Regions from separate parts of the Mus musculus genome. Here region 1 is linked to region 2. Evidence: chromatin contacts called from public Hi-C data. All regions are on one chromosome and are shown on one strand. The core of a region is the stretch at or near the end of the contact, and the rest is flanking DNA. Distances in the headings are between cores, read along the strand shown.

What was found. A called contact is a pair of places that touch in the nucleus more often than the background predicts.
Region 1: a Hi-C map of nephron progenitors shows a contact between it and region 2, with 1.8 times the contacts expected there. The contact joins the enhancer-like site here to the promoter of Dab2 in region 2. A contact is called at or near these places in 6 of 484 Hi-C or Micro-C datasets (embryonic fibroblasts, muscle stem cells, myocytes and 2 more), 2 of 115 datasets of contacts at active chromatin or transcription factors (bone marrow-derived macrophages and extraembryonic endoderm stem cells) and 1 of 9 other capture datasets (adipose tissue).

What each region holds. Positions count from the first base shown.
Region 1 is chr15:6,617,521-6,622,863 of GRCm38.p6, forward strand. It overlaps Fyb (FYN binding protein), which reads left to right. Exons shown (of 18, transcript NM_011815.5): 2 at 2,074-2,230. Gm2245 (predicted gene 2245) reads right to left here. Exons shown (of 7, transcript NR_155272.1): 4 at 2,226-2,404. Among named protein-coding and RNA genes, the nearest start is that of Gm2245, 34 kb to the right of the region's middle. Within about 2 kb of position 2,686, at least 3 of the 459 cell types and tissues checked have an H3K27ac peak or open chromatin away from gene starts, as enhancers often do. A contact at or near this core is called in nephron progenitors, where this site is marked.
Region 2 is chr15:6,383,519-6,389,477 of GRCm38.p6, forward strand. It overlaps Dab2 (disabled 2, mitogen-responsive phosphoprotein), which reads left to right and starts at 3,230. Exons shown (of 15, transcript NM_023118.5): 1 at 3,230-3,414.

The DNA.
Region 1 (5,343 bases), core at 1,436-3,935, 230 kb after region 2:
TGGTAGCCAGTCTATTGTTGCAATCAATAAGCGACTTCTATACCAACCGAAATATTGATGAAGTTGAGTATTTTTCAAGTAATTGGCAAGCAAAGGTAATAAAATTGCACATCAGAGCTTCATTCATTTGTGAATGAGATGAGTGAGTGTTTCAGTGAGTTAGACAAAAACTATAACTATTTGGCTAAGTACTAGAAGAGCATTTCCTTGACTTTATGCTGTTCATAATATGATAACTGGAGGAATGGGACTCTTAAATCTAAACAGCATCACCAGTGTTTTGCTCTTGACTTTCTCAAGATAGTCACGAAAGAAGCCTGGTGCTTTCAATTTCTATTAGAAAAAAGTGTGTTTATATATATGGTCCAACTCCAGTATACCATGGTCAGGTCATTAAATGCAGAGCTGGAGGGAACACCCATCGCATGCAGTTACATAACATTTCCACCTTTCATTATACGTATTACAATTTATGTGACAATTCACAGTAAGTATTATTTATGTATTTAGGTATTATATATTTCCTCAGAAACTGTCTGATTTATCTCTGCTGCGTTCCTAGTACCTCACACAGAACTTGGCATATTGTAGGCACTCTACAAAAATTTATTAAATAAAAAATAAAACATTGAACTTACTACCCACCAGACACTATCGTAAGTGCTTTATATTGTTGGACCATAACATCCCACACAAACATATAAGGGGCCATAATGGTTAGCTCCATTTCATAAAAGAATGCAGGAAATAGCCGGTCCAAGCCAGGACTAGGCTCTCGGACTTCATTCCCATGCTCTTTGCCACAGAACATTCCCTGAGGGCATCAGAGCCACGAGGCCGGCAAAGAGACATCCAGATGAGTACCATGCTGCAGAATTTAAAAGCAACAGAGACCTGAGTGTGTTAGCACACACCTTTTATGCCACTCGAGCAGTAGAGGGAAGTGAATCCCTCCGAGTTCCAGTGAGCCTAGTCTACACAACAAGACCCCATATCAAAACTCCAAATAAAATAAAAGTCAACAGAGTCATATTAGAGGAATTGAAAGGAGACAATATACAGATATCATACATTCACATCTTAACACTCAAAAATACATGTGTTTCAATAGGCAGTGGGGGAGGTGGGAATATGGGTGATTCATGCTTAAATTTTCTTAATATCTATAATATAATTTTAGCAATGTATCCGATTTACTCATGGGATGATTTCATAGGCTTCCATGTTTAAAAACGAGAGCCCAAACAAAATATCATTTGTTAAAAAGCAAAAGAGTGGGCTGGAGGGCTGGTGAGATGGCTCAGTGGGTAAGAGCACCTGACTGCTCTTCCGAAGGTCTGGAGTTCAAATCCCAGCAACCACATGGTGGCTCACAACCATCTGTAACAAGATCTGACGCCCTCTTCTGGAGTGTCTGAAGACAGCTACAGTGTACTTACATATAATAAATAAATAAATCTTTAAAAATATATTAAAAGACTGCACTCTTTAAAAAAAAAAAAAAAAAAAAAAAAAAAGAGTGGGCTGGAGAGATGGCTCAGTGGTGAAGAACACTGACTGCTCTTCCAGAGGTCCTGAGTTCAATTCCCAGCAACCACATGGTGGCTCTCAACCATCTGTAATGGGAGCTGATGCCCTCTTCTGGTGTGTCTGAAGCGAGTGACAGTGAACTCACATACTTAAAATCAATACTTAATAATTTTTTAAAAGGTCAAAGAGCTTGTCAAAAACAACAAAGTGTGTTGTGATGACAGTAGATGTGAGTGCTAGGTCTGGGGACAGGAGATGTGAATACTAGATTTCTCTGGTCTAAAATACAGATCTAATGAAAAGAAAATAAAGTGTATTTGCAAAATCATGAAGAAAGTGCTATAAAATCCATATAGAGTTGTTCGCAAAATAATGTTAAAATTAAGGTTTATAAAAAAGTTCATAAAAGGTAATATACATAAAATATTAAGACACTTTAAAGCATTTGCTCAACAAGGTGGTATATTTCTAAGGTTTCTATTCAAGTTTGTTTCTGCATCTTTGGAACAGTAAGTTCTTAATTTACCATCCCTTGCTTCTTAGGTGCCACCAAAAGCCAGACACCTTACTCGACAACTTCCCTGCCACCACCTCCGCCTACACATCCAGCCAGCCAGCCACCTCTGCCAGCGTCTCACCCAGCGCATCCGCCAGTCCCCAGCCTGCCCCCCAGAAACATCAAACCTCCCCTTGACCTGAAGTAAGTAAAGGATCATCTTCCGATTTCATCAGCAGGGTCTCGCCAGGGCTGTCCAAATCATGCATGGCTGGGTGCTAAACGGCCTGTGGAAAACGCCCATGGTACTTTGGTAGGCAGTTGACAGCGAGAAAGGCAGGCTCTTCTTAAAGTTTGAAATCTCTCACCTGTGGGCTCCTTGGGAAAAAAGGCAAAATTATGTTGCATACTTTCTTACTTCCAGTGGAAAGAGCCAGGGCACACTCACAATCTAACCAAAGCAAAACCAGACTCCAGCAGTGTAGATAACTCAATGTCTAATTGTCTGGGATTTACTGACAATCTTCTGGACTGAGATACTTGGGTCACTTCACCAGCTCTGCCCTCTGCCACACATGCAGCTTGTCTTCTAGGCTCCAGCAGGCTCCATTGCTGCTGCTCGCTCGCTGTTCTTGGTGGTCATCCCCTGGCACTGACATCTCCAAAACTACAGGGGGCTTCTTTGAAAGGGCTGCACTTTCACCAGAAGCCTCTCCTGGGCTCTATTCATGGACTCCAGCCCTGTCACACAGTGCTAAGTCTCAGATACTCTCCATGACCCCTTCAACACCCTCAGAACGAGCACCCCCTGGGTGACTCCTACACTACCGGGTTCATCTGGGAACACAAGGTACAACCTTGGCCACACCTGGAACACAGGTTCTATGTGCTGAGGGAAAAGCTTTCCAGACGATCTCACCTCGTGAGAGCTTCTGATGAACTGCTAATTTCTCAGCTCCAGCTGACCAGCATAAAGCATCCCAGCAAAGCAAAGGTTCTGGTATCTTATTAATCACAGCTGATTCTTCAGCTCCAGCTGACCAGAACTACAGATTCTTCACCAAAAAAAAAAAAAAAAAAAAAAAAAAAAAAAAAAAGCCCAGGAGAGTGTTTGCTTTCCTCTGAAACTTGACAAGCCAGGCCTCCACTGTCTGCACTACTTCTGACATTCACTTTTTCAAAGCTCCTATAGAACAGATCAGAGCTCTCAACGCTCAATGACCTTTCTAACCCAAAATTCCAAAGTCCTTCTACATTCCTCTCCAAAATGACATGGCCAGTAATACCTCTGACCAGGTACCAACTTATCTTGGTTAGGGTTACTATTGCTGTGATGAAAACTATGACCAAAATCAACTTGGGGAAGATAGGACTCATTTCACCAACAATGCCACATAACAGTTTATCATCAAAGACAGTGAGGACAGGAACTCAGGGCAGGAACCTGGACGCAGGAGCTGATGCAGAGGCCACGAAGAGTGCTGCTTACTGGCTTGCTATCCATGGCTTCCTCAGCCTGCTCTCTTGTAGAACCCAGGACCACCAGCCCATGTATGGCTCTCCCAGACTGATTATTAACTACGAAAATGCCTTATAGCAGAATCTTATAGCTGTGTTTCCTCAACTGCGGTTCCTTCTCTGATGACTCCGGCTTTTGTCAAGTTGACACAAAGCTATACACACTACAGTGATGTTAGTTAGGGTTTTACTGCTGTGAACAGACACCATGACCAAGGCAAGTCTTATAAAAAACAACATTTAATTGGGGCTGGCTTACGGGTTCAGAGGTTTAGTCCATTATCATCAAGGTGGGAGCATGGCAGTATCCAGGCAGGCATGGTGCAGGAGGAGCTGAGAGTTCTATGTCTTCATCCAAAGGCTGCTAGTGGAAGACTGACTTCCAGGCAACTAGGGTGAGGCTCTTATACCCACACCCATAGTGACACACCCATTCCAACCAGGTCACACCTATTCCAACAAGGCCACACCTTCAGATTGTGCCACTCCCTGGTCCAAGGATATACAAACCTTCACAAGTGACATTCCACTATAGAAGCATAATTTGATTTCACCTTATCCCCAGCATGATGTGTTTGTCTTTTGCTCATAATAGAATGTATTAATTACAAAATCACTTAATTGCTTCATGGTTACAATTTAGAACAGTGATTGAAAACGCATTGAGTTACCCATGATTCTTTTTAACATCATAATACTTCCACGGGAGTCTCAAGTTACTAAGTATGTATGTACAGCTTGGTGGGTCTTCTATGTGGGCTGCTATGTGTGTGCATATTAACATTACAGCCTTTCAGGCATTTGAGTCTAGAGATATTTGTTTGAAGACTTAAACACCCTTGTGAACACTCTGGTAGATTCTGCTACCAAATCAACATGTGAGCATCTACCTACTACTATTATTAGCCTAGTTAACATTATCTATATATTTATTTAAATATATTTTATTAGGCCTATAAATATTATCCTAATTAAAATAACTAGTATATATTCTCTTAAACATTTAATTTCCATATAAATTTTTTCTGTTCACATATATAAATAAAATCATATTTCTTATTTCTAGGTTTATTTTAACCTCTGGTCAATTTAACTCATTAAATTTAGATCTCTGAATTTTTTTATATGTTTACTTTTATTTTACATTTTAGTTTTATTTTTCGTTTTGTTTGAGACAGACCGTCACTATATACCCCTAGCTGGCCTAGAACTAACTATGTAGCCCAGGCTGACTTTGATGTTAGAAAGATCCTTCCGTCTCCCTCCGCCTCCGCCTCCACCTCGATTGCAGGCATATGACACCATAGTGGGCCCAGGATCCTAGCACTTTTAAAGTCTGTTAAAAGCCCTCCCCCAGACACCAGCTCCAGCAAAGCCTCTGAGTATGGCAAGCTTTTAGAATGAAATCGTCACAAATGGCTCAAACAATCTGAAAGTTGATAAACCCTGGAGGCCAGTTATCATTTCGTTGAGATTATGAAAAAAAATGTATTTGACAATAGATCCTCTGCTTCAGGGGCCCTCCAGACCACCCATAAGTGTAATGACTCATTAAAAGGACTCCCAGGTCTCAGGGTTCAGTTAACAGAAGAGGCTGGCATTCAATAAGGTTAAGAAGAAAGGACAGCCAGCAGGTGGCGCTATCTAAGCACGGGTTTCCAGGCAATTCCACAAGCATGAGAAGGGCCTACAGAAACCACCGTTATGAAAAAGCAGTGGGTGTCTCCAGCAGCTTCCATCAGGAACCGGTCTGAGGTTGGTAGAAACTAAGGTTTGCACAGGGACTAGGGGGACTGTCT
Region 2 (5,959 bases), core at 1,980-4,479:
TGGATGGGATGAATGGATAACAAAAATAAAGACCAACTCCCAATATTTGGTTATCCCTGTCAGCAGTTGATTCTGATGGCATCTGTTTTTCTTCAGTGTTAAATATATAGGATTAGTGGAGGGCAAGGAACTTTTTGTAGAAACAACAGTCTTTTTGTTTGTTTGTTTCCTTTTGGGGATTTTCTTTTCTTTCCTTTTCCTTTCTCACTTGACAGCCTATTTATTTATTTATTTATTTATTTAAAAAATTGAAAACGCAGAAAGAAGGACCTTACCCGATAAATCTCAGTCAACTCTTCTTTGATATTTTTTTTCCCCTCTTGAACTTACTCATCCTCCTGCCCCAGCCTCCAGAATAGTTAGGACTAGAGACAGATCCCATCTTGCCATGCTTGCTTTGTTTGGTTTGAATAGCTCTATGTGTCCAATAAGCAGAGAAGTGGACAGTTTCCTTGAGGCCGATACGATCTATCGTTCACGGGAAATAAGCACAATTCAAACAGGCAGTGTGAGGAACACTGAGCAGCTGAGGAATAGGCAGGGGTGAGGGGTAGGAGAGAAAGGGCCAGACGTTTGAGCTAAGAATCGACAGTTTTCATCATGGAAGAACAGACATACATAGGATAGCCTGCATAGGCAGAGCTGCTGTGAGAGTACATTCCAGGAAAACCTTAAGAGATTACTTTAATAATAAACCATGCATTCTTCAGCAAGCTGTCACGGGATTAACTACCCCTTTCTCGGCTGGGAACACAGTCCAGACTCCACCCCACCCTACCACAGGGCAGGTTTTTGTGCAAACGACTGTCCTTATGTGGGGACCTTGGTTTATAAAGCACTGCATTTAATTTTTTTCCTACTTTAATTCTCTAAACAAATTTTAGTGGTGATGAACACCGGGGTGGACTTTGGTGTGTGTGTGTTTCTTATGTGGAGATGTTCATTTTAGACTTACTGAAAAGTTATCAACTTAGATGTGGTAGGAATGGTAAGAAACAGGACCTCCTGGGATAAAAAGAGTTAAATTTATTTTCATCCCCCCCCCCCCCCATAATGTGAGCAGGACATTGAACTACTGCCAAGACCAATATCAGCACCCTAGAGGTATAAAAATACACTGCAAAACCAGAACTCTCTACTGTGGGCTCTTTAGATTTCTGTCTAACACAAGGGTGTTCGCTTTAAGCAGCCACTATGAGCCTGCTGCTCACAAATGAGCTCTTTGGGTCCACATCACTGCTTCACAACTGCAGTTCACAGCAGATGAAATCGTTTTCTTTCTCTGGTTTCTAAGGCAAATCCATTCCATCTAGTGGGAGCAAGTTAACACATTTTGATAATAATCTTTCAACTATATAGATAAAGACAAAGGCCTAAGTGGCCACTTCCACATTGAGAAATGATTCATGTCTGTCTGTAGACTTGTTTCTTTTATATTATCAGAGCCCCTGTTTGTGTGAATGAACTACCTTTTTTTCCCCTAATTTTTGAACTTTTTGAAATGACACCATTTCTCTAGACTACTAGATTTGAGAATCAAAGTGTGATGTTCTCAGAGCTAGCAGAATTAAAGTTCGCACCTATGTCTTGTGCCTTCATAGAACTGAAAAGTAGACCTTCCATCATTCACTGAAAATCCTTTTTTTTTCAACCATAGAAAATTACCTCAGAGGAATATTGGAAGCACACACACACACACACACACACACACACACACCTCTACTCTGCACACCCAAGTGTGAAGGGAATCCAGAGGTCAGGTAGGGGCAGCACCTGGACCAGCTGTGTTGCTCTGTGTCTCTTACTCTCCCTGCATGAGGGCTGCTCCAAGCCTGACCTACTTGCAAGCAGAAACTGCCACTCTCATTGAGCTACCTCAAATTACAGTGATTTTGCAGCTGGGGCTAGGCATGGACCACAAAATACATCCTTGGTGCACCATAAGCCCAATTTGAACCCTGGATTCTCAGTGGTAAAATGCAAATCCATTGTGTTGCTTACTCAATAAAATCAATAACCCGTTTCCATCCAAGTCACAATTTGTCATTTTCATAGTCAGTACATTCTGCTTACAACAGGGGAGGAGGGGCAGGAGGGAGAGGGAAGAAGAGGAGGAGCAGAAGGAAAAACAGACAAGAGGAGGAGGAACAAGAAAAAAAGGACTAAATAAGAAAGTGGAAGAGGAGGAAGGGGGAGGGGAAGGAGGGAAAAGGGGGGAAGGAGGGAGAAGGGGGAGGGGAAGGAGGGAGAAGGGGGAAGGAGGGAGAAGGGGGAGGGGAAGGAGGGAGAAGGGGGAGGGGAAGGAGGGAGAAGGGGAGGAGGATCTTCCCAAAGCTTAATTTCTTAAGTACTTGAAAAGCACCACTGTTTCTGTGACTATTTAACAATTGTCCCCTGACTTTAAAATATACAGAAAAGAAATTGTGAGATTCTATAGGATTCCCAAGGTCTGCTCTGCCGGGCTATCCACAGCTGAGCATCGATGAAACACCTTCCAATACTTATTCACATATCTCAATATTTTCATGAAGGAATAAGAAATGCTGTAGAAACTAGCAGACAAAGTCATGTTATCTACGTGTGGGTGGATATACACTGAAATGATCACAAATGTAGATCATTTATATGGAGGCTAACTTGTTTTGTTTAGGCCAGTTTAATAGCGAGAATATGCTCGAGCGTGATATTAAATTTCAATAACAGGGCATCTTTTTACTTGGGCACACATAGATTTCCCTCCTGTTTAAGCACGTTCACAATTAAAGAATAGTGATTTTCTTTAAAGGTAACAATCCAGTCACATGCCCAGCTTTAGAAAGGACAGACTGGACCCGGGAACGGAAAGTCAGGAGTAAAGGCGCGTCTTTGTTCAAAATGCCCCAGGCGGTTTAGGATGAGTTCGCAGTTCGCGTGCCACGCCACTCGAAGTGGCAATCCAGGGAACGGATCTGCGAAACGCAGCTCAGAGGATCCCATCCTTTTCCTCCAGAATTTCCCTTTTCCTGTCCTTACGTGCACCCTTTCTGGCCCAAGGCAGTGTGGGGCTCCTGGCCCGGGTTGTGTGCACGCTCCTTTTTCCGGGTCTCTGCGATCGCCCCCAGCTGGCCGGGCGCACGGGGCGCAGGAGGCGCAGGAGGCGCCGGATCTCCGTGGCTTTAGTTCGAGTTAATAAACAGTTAAGTTTGGAAGACTCGGCAGACACGTTGAGGGGGAGTTACCAAGTCCAGGCAGCAAAAACATCCCGCCGCCACATTCCTGGAGAGTCCTCAGAGCCAGCATCTGATTAGAACCATATCTCTACCGGGAGTGGCCGCGCGGCTATTTAAGTGGCGTTCTCCGCGTCCTCGGCGCTGCAGCCTTGAGGCTTCGGGCGCGGGGAAGTCATGCTGGCTCCACAGAAGCACTAGCTAGTCCGTGAGTAACTCTGCCATCCCCCTTCCCTTCGGTCCCTTCTTTCTTTCTTTCTTTCTTTCTTTCTTTCTTTCTTTCTTTCTTTCTTTCTTTCTCTTTTTTTCCTTTTTTTTCTTTTTTTTTCTTTTTTTTCTTTTTTTGCGACCTACTTCTCTCCTTTGCTGGCTCCTCTCTTCCCATCCCTGCCTTGGCTGCAGACCTTGGGCGCTGGGGAAATCTTACAAATGAGACAGTGTACTCCGGGGAGAGCAGCGGGTTTTGTGGCCTGACATCTGTGGAATGCTTCCAAGGAATGCATTTTACCTTTGGGGTCGGACTCAAGGCGCCCATCCTGTGACATTTAACGAGTCCCTGTGTGTGTGTGTGTGTGTGTGTGTGTGTGTGTGTGTGTGTGTGTGTGTGTTGTACACGAGCCCTAGTTTTTAGGGCTTAGGGGACATCCCAGGGAATGCGCGGTGTGGCTGCTGACCACCTAATAAACTCCTGAATGATGTTCAGTTTTACTGTGCGACAAAGGCTGGGGACATGGTCTGTGCCTCCGAGGAGCTATTTTCTGCTGACTGACAGCACAGGGCATTAAAAATGTGAACTTTGTCTTATACCAGCATTCCTAAGAAAAGTATCTGCCCAAGCCACGTAACAAACTTGTTTTAAATCGTGAAGCGTTTGAATGCTGTTTTTCTTGACTGTTGTAAATTATTTGGAAGGATTAAGAATTCAAGAAGAGGGACTAAACTGTGTTTAAAACCTTGGAGACCCTGCCAACGTAGCGGTTCTCTTTGCGGCATAGAGCTGGCTGTTATTTCTTCCTGCCTGCTCTCCTCCACTTAATCCTGAGTCTGGAATTCAGCTCTGTAGTCGGTTTCAGATGGGAGCTGTGTGAATCCGAAGGGAAATTTAACTGGATTAAAAACAGTTAAAAAATATGGATGTTATCTCCACCCGAGGCACCCCCTCCCACCCTTTCCTCTTTCTTCGCCTGTGTTTGGAAGAAAGGGAGCCACCCTGTAAACCGAGAAGAGCAAAAACGAGCAAGCTTCCAGGCACATGGAAAGCTTTAAAAATTATGGAGGGGCAACTTCATGAATAGTAAATGTTGCTGTTGCTCTATAAAGATGAAAAAATTTCTGGCCCTAATCAGGCAAAGCAGGAGGGGAAGGGTGGAGGTAGATATAACTCCAACCTAAGTAATGGCAGAAAATTTGCCAAAATCCCTTGGAGATAGCTGATAAGGCTCCAGGAACGCTTCTGATGGGATGTCTAACCTACCTAGTTTACAATCTTGAGGCCTGGGTTCTGCACATAGTAGCAGTGACTGGTTGTTTAGAAAGGAGGGACTAGCCAGGACTCGGGAGCCACTGCTACCAAATGGCTTTTCATGGTGCTATCTTGTCCTGGATTAGGCTGCCCTGTTTTAGCTAGCTACCCCACCCACCAAGGACTCTACCTCTCTCCACTCCCTTGGTTGAGGCAGGGCACAGCAGTACTGAAAGAAATGTACTGGCTTGAGAATTTAGGAGTGTTGGGGATTCAGGCTTTGGAGAGGAAAACAGCTATCTAGACAAAGCAATGCTAGAGGAACACAGCTCAGAAGGCGAGATTAGCAAGAGCCCTTGAGAAAGCACCAGAGAGGTGTGGTGGTCTCTTCCAGCACTCGCATCAGACACAGACCACTTCTTCCCTAGTTCGTAGTCACTGTCTCCTAAAACTCGCTGGGTTCTTCCCAAGCCTTGTTTAAAAACCTAATCACAAACCCCTTCTTCCTCTACTGCAAACTCAAGCCCTTTTGTCCAACCGCGAGTCTAGAAACTTTTTCCCTGTAGGCTGCTATGCTCCGTCTTTGCCCTGAGTTCTGGAGAAGGAACCCAGGACCTTGGGCATGCTTGACAAGCCATGGAGCTGCGCTTCTCAATTCCTGGTTGGATGGTCTTACTCTGTAAACCCAGTCTAGACTTAAACTCATCATCCTCCTGCCTCTGCCTCAGGAGCCCTAGGACTGTAGGCGGAGGTGAGCACACCTCGCTAAGCTGGGCCACTTGTATTATGGCAGAAGAGAGAGATTGTGGAGGAATGGGAGGAATGTGTTCTGTCTTTGCCCTCCAGCACCCATGTATTTATAGAACTGATGATCCCGATTCTATTGATCTCCACCTGAGGATGTAAAGGAGGCTGGGAAGATAACCACAGGATGCTTTTAGGCCTTGCTGACTTGAGAAGAAAGAACAAAATCCAGAGGTTAGATCTCTCTCTCTCTCTCTCTCTCTCTCTCTCTCTCTCTCTCTCTCTCTCCTTTCCTCTTTTTCTTTTGGCATTTTGACACTGAATCCCAAAACTTATCTCTCTTCTCAGTGGGAGATTGAACACCCCCCCCCCCCCCAGTCATCGAGTCCTGGAATCCCAGGCGAGCGCCACCACACCCAGTTCAGAGTTTGCATTTCTGCTAAAGACTTAAAATTTCCAAGGTTAAACTAAGTCTAAATTCCTGTCCTTGGGCCTATTTATTTCTTGTCTTCCTCCAAGGGTTAGGTGGATTTTAGCTCACTTTGAA